2 separate regions of the Zea mays genome follow, and region 1 is linked to region 2. A link is a contact called in public Hi-C data. All regions are on one chromosome and are shown on one strand. Each heading gives the region's core, a stretch centred on a gene start, on an enhancer-like site or on the middle of the called end of the contact. The rest is flanking DNA. Distances are from core to core; before and after follow the strand shown. Region 1 holds the start of LOC103639137 (inactive beta-amylase 9). Region 2 holds the start of LOC103639133 (SAC3 family protein C).

What was found. A called contact is a pair of places that touch in the nucleus more often than the background predicts.
Region 1: a Hi-C map of bundle sheath shows a contact between it and region 2, with 2.6 times the contacts expected there. The contact joins the promoter of LOC103639137 here to the promoter of LOC103639133 in region 2. A contact is called at or near these places in 2 of 25 Hi-C or Micro-C datasets (bundle sheath and ear).

Annotation. Positions count from the first base shown.
Region 1 is chr9:135,142,175-135,144,999 of Zm-B73-REFERENCE-NAM-5.0, forward strand. LOC103639137 (inactive beta-amylase 9) reads right to left here and starts at 1,381. Exons shown (of 2, transcript XM_008661933.2): 1 at 508-1,381. The coding sequence starts at 1,212. It overlaps LOC103639136 (a long non-coding RNA gene), which reads left to right. Exons shown (of 4, transcript XR_002264891.3): 3 at 1-132; 4 at 186-343. LOC103639138 (a long non-coding RNA gene) reads right to left here. Exons shown (of 2, transcript XR_559253.4): 2 at 2,591-2,825.
Region 2 is chr9:134,901,249-134,904,178 of Zm-B73-REFERENCE-NAM-5.0, forward strand. It overlaps LOC103639133 (SAC3 family protein C), which reads right to left and starts at 1,282. Exons shown (of 8, transcript XM_008661929.4): 1 at 952-1,282; 2 at 658-758. The coding sequence starts at 1,165.

The DNA.
Region 1 (2,825 bases), core at 131-2,630, 240 kb after region 2:
AGTGCGCTGAGGATGCAGAGGCCAGAACATACATACAGTTCCCATTTTCTGAACACAGAAACCAATGGCACCGTCGAATTCAGAAAGAGCAGAAAGCAAGTTCTTTTTTTAACTTTCTTTCTGATTTGGCTGGTATGATGATGTCTGTAGCACCTGTGATTAACTTTTAAACTCTTTGGGCACAGGGAATGGAAGTGAGTACTAAGAACAGAGCAAGTGATATTTATGTTTCTAGATAAACAGGCGTGAGGCGTGGAGTAAAAACAGAGGAGGTAAAGAAAGGGCCTTCAATCGTGAGGCATTCATTTTGATTGTTCGAAATGACAGACTTTGACATTTGTTACGATTGTTAAGTTGATTCTTGATAGTAACACTAAATAATGATCTATGCGTGTATAAGTGTCGTCCGTTGCAACGCACGAGCATATACCTAGTTAAGCTTAAGAAAAAAGATTTAGTTTCCCAAACTAAAAGAAACTAAACGAGGAAATCTTGGATTTGTCTTACCGTAACTGTTGACCCCAACAAGTCGTTGAACTCCTCAGCGAAGCTGCGGAAGAAGGCCTCGTAGGCCTGGAGCGGCGACCTGCCGACGAGCACTGGGAGCTCGTCGACGGCGAAGGAGATGCACCCGACGCGGCGGCGCCCGGAGCGGTCCGTGAAGAGCACGTCGGGGTCGGCGGCGGCAGCGTCGGCCACCCACTCGGGGAGCGCGTCGCCGTCGGTGCGGAGCGAGACGCGGAGGTCGAGCCCCGCGTCGCGGACCATGGCGGCGACGGCGCGGTACCCGGCCCACTCGAACCAGGCCCCGGACCCGGGCTGCACGGCGGCCCAGGACACCGGCAGCTCCACGCCGTCGACGCCGAGCAGCTTGAGCGCGCGCAGCGCCGCCGAGACGGCCCTGGAGCGGCTCACCCCGCGGCCGTCGGAGACCACCGCGTCCGCGGGGAGGCCCACGAACAGCCTCACCGCGCCATCCGCCGCCCGCTCGGCGGCGGCCTCGGACTCGGACTCGGAGACGAGCGCCCGCACGGGGCCCGGCAGCCTGCTGCCCCGGAGGACAGGGAGAGCCCCGCTGGCTGCACGCCGCGCCGCGCCGAGCCGGACGACGCCGGCTAGCTGCTGGCCGCGGCCAGCCCGCGACGCGTCCCCCACGCACCGCCACCTCGCAGGCACCGTTGCCGCCGTCTGGTGCATCAGCGCGGCCTCCATTATTGGCTGCTGTCCTAGTGCCCTGTGTCTGCCGCGTCAGCAGCTGGTCGGGACGCGTCGGTCGCTGCGCTTTGCACTTTTCTGGTTGGTTCGCTTGGCGGTAGTAGTGGTACAGATTTTTTGCACCCAATTTTTCGCGCGGGCCTATTTATGGGAGACGAGAGCAGGGCAGGTGACAGCCGAGGAACAGTAGGGCGGTGCCACGTGGCAGGAGTCCAGCGCGCCGCAAATAATGCAGGAGGCCAGCGCGCCGCAAATAATGCAGGAGGTCAGGTGCTACTTGCTAGGCAAGTTTATCGCCGGGTTTTCCTGCGCCGTGTGCTCTTACCGCCTCACTAGCGGGTGGGGCCTTCCCGCTCTATCGCGTCAGAGATACTTGCCGCCCAGGTCGAATGACGAGGTGGGTGCGGGTGGGACCGTGGGACTACCTTGGAAAAGACGAGCGTCGGAGCGTGGGCCCTGGCGGATCCGACACTCTTCCTCGGAACGTGGGGACAGTTTGAGGGCGTTTCCGTCACTCGGCACCATCCATAGTAACTTGTGGATAAGGGCGCCACGTAGGAACGCGGAGGCACCACGCAGACTAGGGTATACGGAGCCGGGCGCGTGCCCGCGTGTCGCCGACGTGTAGGTGTGGGTGTGGCTGGGAGGCGAAGAATCGCTGACCCGAGCCGCGTTTGTGGCCACCGGTTCACGGCGCCGCGCCGCCGATTTTGGGGACGATGCGTTCGTTTCCGGGCTCTTCCTGCGGTCTGCATGCGACGGTGGTGGCTTTCCGCGCCATGCGAAGCTGCTTTTGGATATCGATCCAGGACCAACCAGTCTGGGGAAGGGGAATCCATGATGGGAGATGCCGTGGACACGTCTCCTTTCATGGCAAAAAAAATGTTAATATCGGATGAGTTCTCGTGAGAAAATATATACACGGAAATTTTGCAGCAAATCTAAAGATCAGCTTCATCCGAGGTTTTCCAAGTTGAACAAGAACCCAAAAACTTTGCCAAATGCTTGCGTCTGCTCAAATCTACTGGTCCGATGCTGATGAAGGAGCAGCTGGGAACGGCAGGAGACGACCGTCCATGTAGCCTGGCTTCGTGACCACGCCACGCTCAGGCCAGGCTCCGACAAAAAACAAGGGGCGGGCCTTTCCAGATCCAGTTGGCCGGACTTGGCTAGGAAGCAGCACTGGCGTCCCCTCACGGTCATCGTGGGGCAGGCCGGGCCTCGGCCACACCACCTGCAGCCTGTCCAACTGAAATGAGAGGGGAGGGTCGGCGAGACGCGAGCAAGGCGGCAGCAGCGAGTGCGGTGGTCCGACGAGAGCATTAGATGTTCAATGAAGATGTCAGCATGGACGAATGGTGTGAGGCGATAGATCTAAAAAACACCCCAACAGAAGAGGCGACAGTACCAAAACTATCCTGCCAAGATCTTAGATAGGCAGGCGAACCACACAAATGGTTTTCTCCTATTATTATCCCATGCAAAGCAAGACTGGCTAGTCAGCCTTAGCTTGCTAGCCTGGCTCTCTGGTAAGAAACACACCCTAACTGAACATAGAGCATAGTACTGTGTTCTTGCAGAACTGGGTGACTTATTTTAATACTACAATA
Region 2 (2,930 bases), core at 32-2,531:
GCCTAACGCCCTTGACAAAAACATATGTGTCTCTAATGATCTGCTAGGCTGCTCCACTGCTACAGAAAAGCTCTTTGATCATTTACCATCACCTACTATCAAACACATTCTTCTTTCTCTGAAAGTCTGATGGCAAATTAAGTTAAGCAGAATTCTTTTACAAAGGCCTATCCTTTGCTGATCTTCCATTTGAGCTTTTCAGGCACACAGGATTGTCTCCTATCTGATAAGTTGAAAAAGAGGGAATCCCAAAGCAAAAGGAAATGCTAGCCTAACTAATATATGTAGGACCATTTGCATATGAAGGCAGGTGCTGTCATGGGTGGCATATGCAATGCAACAAAAGTTGGCAACTAACGTAAAGAGTTCACCAGTTGCAGCCACGGTTCCTAACGCATGGATCTCCCTGTGAGAAAAAAGTTGACAATTCCATCAACAATAGCATCCAACGCCATAAATCCACAGAGAGCAGAGCTAACCTAACTAACACACGGAAAAGCCAAGCTGGTTAGGCCATTTGCATCGGGGGAAGATTACAAGCAGTCAAGCATATACGGGCAGAAGGACAAGCAAGAAAGAGTTAACCTTACACATTAGCATGAATAGACGCAGGGCCAACAGGAAAAGGGTATAAGCATGAGCGAATAGATGACTCACTTTCTTGACGGCGAGGGAGAGAGACGTGCGCGCGGGGTCGCCGTCCACCCGCTCAAGCACAGCCAGGTCCCTCAGCCGCTCTCTCTGCGCTCGTTCCCTCGCTGCAACGGAAAACACGGCAGCCATAAGCCCAAGCACCGACAAGGCGACAATTGATCCAACTGAGCTGCAGCTCGCGCAATTTGGTCGAACAGGTGGTGCGCGTTGGCGCCACGGCAACACCAACCCGGCTGCCGGCTGGTTTCATCGCCTTCGCCGAACAGAGGCTGGCGCCCATGTGAGCGGAGGGGTTACCTGGACACATGTCGGGGCAGGTGCCCATGATCGGCGCTGCGTCGTCGACAGGAACGGCCGGGGTCAGAGACGGGACGGGGTTGAGCGCCGCAGGGGAGGCGGTGGAGGAAGGTGGTGATGGGGAGGGGCGGCCGCCGCCGCGTCCGCGTCCTCGCCAGCCTCGGCCGCGGTAGGAACTCCGGCCACGGTGGCTCGCCTCGCCGCGGCGATCCATGGCTAACTGGCTCTCGAGGCCCTGGCCTGCTGGGGAGGTACTTCGCAAATGGCCGAAGAAGCCAGCTGGAGTAGCGGCTCAGTCAACTGTTTAAACTGCCTCGTGGTCACTTTTTGCAATGCAGTCTCTCTGAAGGAATTATACGAAGGGAGATGTTTGTAAAGGATTTGTTTCTATCATATCGTTGGATTTGCAGGAAACATGAATAGTGTTCCATATCAATTATTCGGCACATCTCTTGGACATAATAGTGTTCACTATCTCTGATTACGTATCGTCCGACTAATCGTGATTAGTCGCGATTAGTCGGTCTGATCGGTTGTTAGTGCTCGATAAGAGGTAACGATTCGATCAGGGTAGTTGATCGTCCTTATCGTCCGCCTAATCGCGATTTATAGCGATTAATCACCGTGTTGAGCGATCAGTCGATAAGCCTGGTAGTCCAAAAGCCATTTTAGGCTTAAATGTTGTCTCGAGGAGGCCAAGGACGTCCAATCCCTTCTTGAGCAGTCAGCCAGTCCTTTAAATGTTGTCTGGGAGGCCAAAAGCCATTTTAGACGTGAGTAGTCAGTAGCAACAACAACCTTCTCCGCCAATTTAGTCGCGAAAACAGCAACTGAGCAGTCCAACTGAAGATGAGCAGCTCTTCTGAAGGTATGGATGTTGTGTTGCTTTTGCCTATTCTTCACTCTTTGTTCTCTGCTCTCTCCCCCCTCTGTTCTTCATTCCTCTTTGTTCAGCAAGGTCTGGACTCTGGAGGCAGAGCTGCTATTAAGATGTTTGACGTCGCAGATATGCATGGACATCATGGTGATGGACGTCGTGCTATTGCTGTTCAAGTCATCTTCTCGTAGTCCCAAATTGCTCGAGGGAAGGCGTCCTCTGTGGTTGAACGGCAGCACAAACCATGTTCCGTCGGCGTCGTCAACTGCTGCAGACTCAAGCACGCTTGCTGACAAGGCAATAGTAGGTCTGCCTTCAGACCTTGCTCAACAAGCTAACGATTCGAAGCAGAAGGCTAAGTCACAAGACCTGGCTGGAAGTTCGGTTGGTGGCATGATCCGTCTAAGAAGGAGTTCGTGCAATGTATCTTTTGCATGAAAGTGGTGCCCTCTAGAATAAAGAGGTTCAAACAGCACCTCGTCGGCGGATTGGGCGATACGATGAAGTGTGCAAGGGTCCCAGAGGTTGTTTCAAAGGACATGCGAGCTTATCTTAAGAAGAACACAAGGTCTGCACTTGTTTTGGATGACGATGAAGGTATAGAAGGAGAAGACGATGCTCCTTTGTTGTCTCTGCTCCTCCGAAGCCAACTACTCAAAAAGGTAGAAAATCAGTAGCTGCCATGCTTTGCAAGAGCCCAGAAGAAGTGATTGCTGAACGACACAACAACAAAGCTTCCCAGTCCACTCTAGAGCACTGCACGAAGATAGGGAAGGAGGCCCAACAAATTGTTGATGACTACGTTGTCGATTTCTTGTACGAGAACAATATTCCACCGAACGTGGTCAACTCAAGAAGCTGGGAGATCATGTTGGAGTCGATAGGGCAGTATGGCCCTAGCTATCGTGGCCTATCGTACCACGACATTAGGGTTCTGTGGCTTGAAAGGGCTGTCGAGAGGACATCATCGCTGACGGCAAAGCATGAAGAATCGTGGAAGGAGTATGGCTGCTCATTGATGTCAGATTCATGGACAGATGTTAGAGGACATCATCTAATCAACTTTTTGGCAAACAGTCCAGCAGGGACACACTTTTTGTGC